2 separate regions of the Zea mays genome follow, and region 2 is linked to region 1. Evidence: chromatin contacts called from public Hi-C data. All regions are on one chromosome and are shown on one strand. Each heading gives the region's core, a stretch centred on a gene start, on an enhancer-like site or on the middle of the called end of the contact. The rest is flanking DNA. Distances are from core to core; before and after follow the strand shown.

Region 1 (3,654 bases), core at 108-2,607:
CTAGGCTGAAGCCTCCCGCCCGAGATGGCACATCCCCGCAGGGTCCATCGGCAAGCTTACGACAGCGAGAGTCGGGCACGGGTGGAGGCGCCGCGAGCGAGAGGCTTATCTTCTCCTCCAATCGGACCTAGTACACTTGAAATTGGTTCAGATCTGAATAAAAATGGCTTAATCGCGCCGGTGCCGAGGCCCTCACCAGTCACCACCCCTCCCCCCTTGCGTCTGTCCCCCGCTTGCCGCCACCGCCGCTGCCCGCTCGCGATCCTTCCCCCTTTTTAACGCTCCCGCGGCCTCGCGTCGTGCTCCCTTTTGTCGCCACTGCCTTCGTGCCCGTACTCGCGGGTTCTCCTCGCTCCTCAATATCCGCGCCTGGGCGCGGCGTTCGCGGGATCTAGGCGCGGGACGGTGCCCCCGACGGTCGATGGCGCGGGCGGCGCTCCAGTGTTGGGCACAACAACAGGCGTCTAGCTGCCTCACCGTAGATGAAACATACCAAGCGGCGGCGGCATAGCGGGGGCGGGGGTCGGGTGTTGAGGAGGAGGCGAAGGAACTCCGCTGCGGTGAGGCTGACAGCGCGGTGGTGAAGCTGTGTTAGGGTTTAGGTGGAGAAGAACCTGCATCTCGCGGGGATCCAAGGCTGGCAGGGCTAGCGTCACCGAGGGTGGGGGTTGCGGTTAGGGGCGTGGACGGGGGCGGGGTCCTAGGAGGCAGGGCTCGTGTTGATGGCGGATCAGCGTTGATGGCGGGGAGCAGAGGGGAGGAGGGTGAGGGATCCGCGGCGCGACAACCAGACTTGGCAGAACCGTGCACCAAAGTGACTGTGGACGCCTACACTCCATTCTTAAGGAATAGTAGAGATAATCTGAACCCATAATCTATGTGTTTGTTTATCTGCTATATATTTGCGTTGGATTATATAATCTGGAGATATTATAATCCGAAACAAACAGGGTCTAAGAGCAACTCCAAAAGGATGTTAAAAATTTTACCCAAAAATTGATTATTAAGAGTAGGCTAAAAAGTTTTAAGAGTGAATCATGATGGATACTCCAACAGTTCCTCTAAATGTGACATGTGGCGCAATCTATACAGTCGTCAGGAGACTGTAGATGATCCGATACGTTGAGGAATAGATTGAGGAAGAATGAAATACACTAAAATATAAGGGAGATGATGCTGTGAATGCGGGACACAAATTTTTTGGAAGAATGAGCGAGCTGTTAGAATAAAATAATCACTATTCTCTGTTTTAGAGTTAATTTACAAGTTATTTTAGAGTTGCTCTAAATCGGGTGTCTAATTGGCTCGTTCCTTTTCATGCGGCCGAACACATGTCGTCCCGCGCCGCGCCCCACTCGATCCTTAGGGTTAGGGTTTTAGAAAAACCCCAGCGAGTGGACAGTCCCGCGTATCCGACGGCTCGACACATCCGAAGCCGACACAACACTTCACGAGCGCGAATCTCAGCACTGCCCTCTATAATAGAGCTCGCGCGGGCATCGCGGCCATCTTCCCAGCTCCGCCTCCTTTTCCTGCCTTCCTCCTCACTAGTCGCTCCCCCGCGGCTCGCGCAGGCGGGCGACACAACGAGGCTAAATCCCTATCGCGAGGAGGCGTGTGAGGCCAGCGGCTTTGCGATGACAGCACCAGCGGACAAGGGGAAGAAGGCCAAGACTGATGCCGACGGCGGCGAGGAGAACGAACAGATCGACGGCGTCCTCGTCCTCTCCATCGAGAAGCTCCAGGAGATACAGGACGAGCTCGAGAAGGTCAGCCGCAAGCCTCTTCTTCCTATCCTTCGTGCGGTGGAACACCGCTGCGGATGTGTATGCGGGAATTTTCCGGCACTGAACAGTAACGGTTCGGTGGTTGCTATTTTTGTTCGAGCACTATACTAATTGTGCCACTCGAGAGCAGAGGATGGAGTTCTGGTGGTAGTCTGTAGCTAGAGCGTAGGAATCTTGTGTCCTGGCTGATAGGTAAGGTGCTTCTGGTAGCTAAACGTAGTAACTATATATTGCAGAATTTTTTTATAGCTTTAGGGGGTGTTTGAATGCACTAGAGCTAATAGTTAATGCCTAAAATTAGTTGAAACATCCAAACATCCTAGCTAATAGTTCAGCTATTGGCTATTTTTGGTAAATTAGTTAATAGTTAGGTAGTAATTTCATTAACAATTTTTAGCCAACTAACTATTAGTTCTAGTGCATTCAAACACCCCAGAAAACACGTCTATTTTAATCACAGCATTTTGGTAGGTGATTTTGATGTGGATACTGTGTAACTTTTGATGCTCGAGGCTGCGTGTTCATGTGGAACTTTTTATGCTGTCTTTATAACCAGAATTAAGCAACAAAGATCATACGCTCAAAAACACTTCCCTTATCTCATTTGTTCATTGCACGCCCTGATATCCGACGTCATTCAGCCAGGGCAATAGGGCATACATCATCATCAACAGCAACAAAGCCTTTTAGTCCCTAAGCAACTCGGGGCAGGCTAGAGTTGAAACCTAATCGGAACGACAAGTCAACATTGGGGCACAAGATTAATCTTCGGGTATATTCCATCATATCAAGTCCTTTTTAGTGCCTCTTCCCATGTCAACTTCAGCCTTTTTCTATCTCTCTTTCCATTGTTATTGCGCCTTAGGATCCCACTACGCACTCGTGCCTTTAGAGGTCTCCATTAGATATCTCCAAACCATCTCAGCTGGTGTTGGAGCTTTTCTTCAATTGGTGCTACCCCTATCCTATCGCCCATATCATTGTTCCGGACTTGATCCCTTGTATCAGCCATGACATTAAATTTTTGTTGGAAAAAGAATGCCTTTTTAAGACAAGTCGATCATTGGTTCTGAGCCTTTACTATTTACTATGGAGGTTTTGTCAATGAAACATAGTACTGTGATGCTTATGGTGCTTTTGTTAATTGCTTACAGGTAAATGAGGAAGCAAGTGACAAGGTTATGGAGGTGGAGCAGAAATACAGTGAGATCCGCAGACCTGTCTATCTCAAGAGGGGTGACATTATCAAGACCATCCCGGACTTTTGGCTCACAGCGGTTCGTTAGCTACTCTGTGCTATACAAATGTGTATTTCTGTCGGAAGTGTTTACAGATGCATGTGATTCTAATCTGTTGTGTTATGTGCTGTTACACTACAGTTTATGAGCCATCCTCTATTAAGTGAGCTTCTGACTGAAGAGGACCAGAAGGTATTTTATACCTCGAAACAATTTATGCCTCAATCCCTTAAAATTATGAATATTTAACTGGAAAGCAAAAGAAACCTTTTGGATTTAAAACCAGCTTTGTGGATCTATCTATGTATGTAACATAGAGTTATCTTATGATCCTGCAGATATTCAAGTACTTAGACTCCATTGATGTGGATGATTCTGATGTTAAGGCAGGATACTCCATTCATCTTGTAAGTATCATTTCTCAGTCAATTGTAGTTTCCACATTGGTTTACCTGTATTGACTTGTTTCATTGAAAAAAAAACTGGCAGAACTTCTCTGAGAACCCGTACTTTGAGGACACAAAGCTTGCAAAGACCTATATCTTTGCTGATGATGGAACAACCACAATAAAAGCTTCCGAAATTAAGTGGAAGGAAGGAATGGTACTGTTATGTCCCAAAACTACACA
Region 2 (3,930 bases), core at 425-2,924, 260 kb before region 1:
CTCTGCAACGGCCCAATCGGAGGATGGCGCACAGGACATAACCCGAGAGCGGGCGGGGCACAACGAGGGGATTTTTTTAACCAAGCCCGATATTCGCCCCCGAGGGGGATCGAACCCGGGACCTGGAGGTGCTACTCGAAAGCCTTAACAATACATTTTTAACCATTACGCTAGAGGCCCTTTCGCCAAAACAATACATTTTGCTACGTTTGGAGTAGTAGTTGAAGGAAACAATTGGTTACCTCATGGCAGATTTCACAGATTATATCTCCTTTCTCATTGCACCAACGTTGCACACATTCCCTGTGAGCATACTGTGCAAACAAATGTGGTATAAAAAAATTAGCAAACAGATTTATGCAATGCTTGGCTCGTACAGGATGGCAAAAGACAAACTTAGGTAAGCAGTTAGACCACTTGTAAACAATGACAATGACCAAAGTCTTCAGTTGAAGGCAACCCAGACAAGATACCAAGCCCTTGTGACTCGTTTGTTAACCTTGCAAAAAGTAGCTAACAGTAATGGAAAAGGAAGTCCTACTCTTTAAGCAACATCGACGATAAAACCAGGCATGCTTTTGTCTACTCATAATAGCATCAGTTTGTGCAACTACTTTTTCATGAAAATATCATGAACCACAGCACCCAACTGGATTTTATATCACAAAAAGTGAAGAGGAATCTAATATGGTGATTTATCTGAAAAGCCACATCATCTGAAGTAACAACTTATACAGAGTGCAATAATTAGTAATCAGCATGGAATCTAACAGCTATGTTACGTCCTAACAACGATTCAGGTGAAGTTTCAATGCGATATTTTACTTTTGTTGATGCTAGCATTTTAGATACTTAGATTTAAGAATTTCTCATCTATGAATTGACAATAGAAGGAACCAGAGGCAAACAGCATAAGCAACATGGGATGGATCCAGAATCTCTGGTTTGAAGAGAAATAAGGCAGCACGCACCTTGAGGCTGCCGCTGCAAGCACAGGGGCTCTCGAGGTTCTTTGCGAGGTCCTCCTCCTGGCAAATGCGGCACTCCACCATCCCAGCCAGCGCCTTCATTTCCTCCTTGCCGCCGGACAATAGCCCCGCTGCCTCACCGACTCGGGACGCAACGAGCTCCCCAACATCCACAGCGACATGATCCCCCATGCGAGCAAAGCAAATCGCCCCCAAAGCCTCACGCCAAACAGCACAACCCTCTAGAGGATCTCGTGTCCTGCCGTCCAACGAACCCAGGGAATCATCAAAACGGGAACCAATCCACCGCCAATCAAATGTAATGAAGGGGGACAAAATTGACACTAAAACCCTAGAAATTTCGTTTCGGGGGTTGAACCGAAGTCGAAGACAAGACGATTTGGGCGACTCCTGGATCGAATCGAAGCCCTCGTCTGGATAAATTCCACAAAACGCAAGGTTGAGTTATGATGCAAGCTTGTGAATTAGCAGGGGCTTGTACCTCGGCGAATCAGCTGAGAGGAAGGCACGCACTCCCTCTTCCGAAATATCTCTACGAGGAAGAAGAAAAAATAGGCCTATTTTCCGCACTTCGTTTGCGTTCGTCTCGCGTGGTGGCCTCGCGGCATTTTTATCGATCGCCGCATGACGGAGCCGTCAGTTCGCCAGTGGACATCGTTTCTTTTGTGACTGTGAGCTCGCACACACCAGACGTCGTGCAAACCTCTAATACTTATGTTTGTACCATAGTCGTCCACATTCTAGGCGCACGGTCCTGCTCGGCTGCTTACCTGCCGCGCGCGTCCCCACCACCACCCCGCCCACACCACCCAACACCGCCGTTCTATTCCTCTCTCTCCCGCAATCCCCGCTCTCTCTCCCGCAATCCTCATCCTCTCTCGCCAGTGCCCTCCTCTCTCGCCAGATCGCCGCCCGGCCATCCCACGCCACGCGCCGCGGCCAGCCATTGATGGATCCACATCTGCCACGCCCGTTCGTCGTCGGCGCCCCACATCGATCCCCGCATATCGATGGTGCCCCCTTCCATAGTTGACGTGCTTGCTACTGTTGTCCATATTAAGGATTTTCCCTTTATTAAATAAAAAGAGAGAGGAGGGGGCCAGTCGGGTGGGCCGCTACAAGGCCCATCTGACCGAGCAGCCCACCGGCTGGCAGGCGGCTAGGGCATGAAGAGACCACGGCTTGGAGATCGTGGAGGACGAGCAGAGCAAAATTTGCTTCCTGGCGGCGCTCTGCAGGTGGTTAAGGGCTCGCCCGAGATCCATGGCGCCCCCTGCTCAATCTCCTCGAGCCTGGCTTCTTAAGTATGGAGATTTACTCCCTGCTGGGTATCTAGCCGAAAAATCCCAGCTCTCTGTTCCTATTTCTCCTCTCGATTCTAGTCACGGTTTGGATCGATTCCTTCGATTCTTGGTGTTCTGGTGTAAATCTTGCTGGTGGAAGGTGGAGGGAGCACTGCTTGTGCGCAGTGAGGTTCTCCTGCTCTCTGTTGTTCCATCTGTGCACCTGTGTGGTGCGCAGTCTGTACTGATTATTGTCCACCGTGGCCTGGTGCCTGGGCTCCCTGCTGCGCGGTGTTCGTCTTCTCGGGCTGGTGCCGTGGACGTCTCCTTCGGCTCCGGCAGCGGCTCTAGTATCTCCGTCAACCTCCCGCCGTGCAGGCCCGGACGTGGGCGGCGGAATTGGTTTTCTGGGACAGAACCTTGTGTTCGCTGAGCTGGTCTTCCCACGTAGACAATCTACGTGCTGTGAGTTATTCGTTGCCTCATTTTATTTACTGTTTAATTTTGTGCAATCTGCTAGTATTAAATACTTGGTTGTGATTGCACTGTTGTGGGCGGATTTGTGTGCTCGATGATGATAGCGGTGTAGTGAGACAGCGTGACAGTCTGGGTTTTAGTGTATTATCATTTTCATCATTGATATTATTTGTGCCTAATTAAATCTCTCTTCGTTGAGGCTGTTTACCTGTGTTAAATTCTGTTAATTTATTTAGTAGACATCTCCTTTCTATCAGTATTTATATTTGATTATTAGGCTTATTACATCTGATCTAAAACCCTTATTTGGTAAGATACGACTGTCACGTTAGTCGAGGATCTCTAATCACCTCTTAGTGTTGGAGGGCTGTTTATTACAGCAACCCGCTATTTTGAGAGCAATAGTTTAAGATAAATAATTATGTTTATTTGTTTAATCTGCCTTCTTCATCTGCAAGCCATGTTTAATTATGAAATGGACCTGTGTAGCTATTTTACATGTTTACATGTCTTAGAATTGCTACTGTTCATTGCTGCTATAATTTCATATGGTATTTATCTGAGTTATATGATTGTTTTATTCGGAATTAAAATATTTAATATATATAAATATGTAGAAAGCATGTCACTTATTTCTCTAAATTTACAACAATCCAGAAAACCAATTCTTATAATGGCCTCCAGTTCTGATGTCATTAAGTCTGAAGCGTTCGACGGCGCTAGCTTTAAGCGCTGGCAGATTAAGACTCGCATGTGGCTCACTGACCTAAAATTATTTTGGGTAGTGACATCGGCTGTTCCCCAGGCTGCATCAGATGATTCTGATGATGCAGCGAAGGCCGCCGCACTTGCGGAGAAGGCCAAGTGGGACAAAGCCAATGAGGCATGCTTGTCTCGTCTGCTGAACGTCTTGTCGAACCGCTTATTTGACGTGTACTCTGTTTTACCTCCGCCAAGGGTCTATGGACTGAACTTGAGAACGAGTTCTCTGAAGTTGACAATGGCAATGAGTCATTCACAACGGAAAACTACCTCAACTATAAAATGGTTGAGGGAAGGTCTGTTATGGAGCAGCTACAGGAGATTCAACTCCTTGTTAGGGACTTGGTCCAAAATGGTTGCGTCCTACCAGACAGTTTTCAGGTGAATGCAATACTGGCAAAGCTCCCGCCTTCTTGGCG

What was found. A called contact is a pair of places that touch in the nucleus more often than the background predicts.
Region 2: a contact with region 1 is called in a Hi-C map of ear, with 2.6 times the contacts expected there. The contact joins the promoter of LOC100281338 here to the promoter of LOC541933 in region 1. A contact is called at or near these places in 5 of 25 Hi-C or Micro-C datasets (ear, endosperm, leaf and 1 more).

Annotation. Positions count from the first base shown.
Region 1 is chr4:129,971,117-129,974,770 of Zm-B73-REFERENCE-NAM-5.0, reverse strand. It overlaps LOC541933 (NAP1-related protein 2), which reads left to right and starts at 1,357. Exons shown (of 10, transcript NM_001111596.2): 1 at 1,357-1,769; 2 at 2,942-3,064; 3 at 3,167-3,217; 4 at 3,364-3,432; 5 at 3,515-3,628. The coding sequence starts at 1,638.
Region 2 is chr4:130,232,032-130,235,961 of Zm-B73-REFERENCE-NAM-5.0, reverse strand. It overlaps LOC100281338, which reads right to left and starts at 1,674. Exons shown (of 8, transcript NM_001159478.2): 1 at 1,471-1,674; 2 at 972-1,227; 3 at 243-314. The coding sequence starts at 1,160. It overlaps LOC118477070, which reads left to right and starts at 2,000. Exons shown (of 5, transcript XM_035967608.1): 1 at 2,000-2,035; 2 at 2,433-2,540; 3 at 3,893-3,930. The coding sequence starts at 2,000.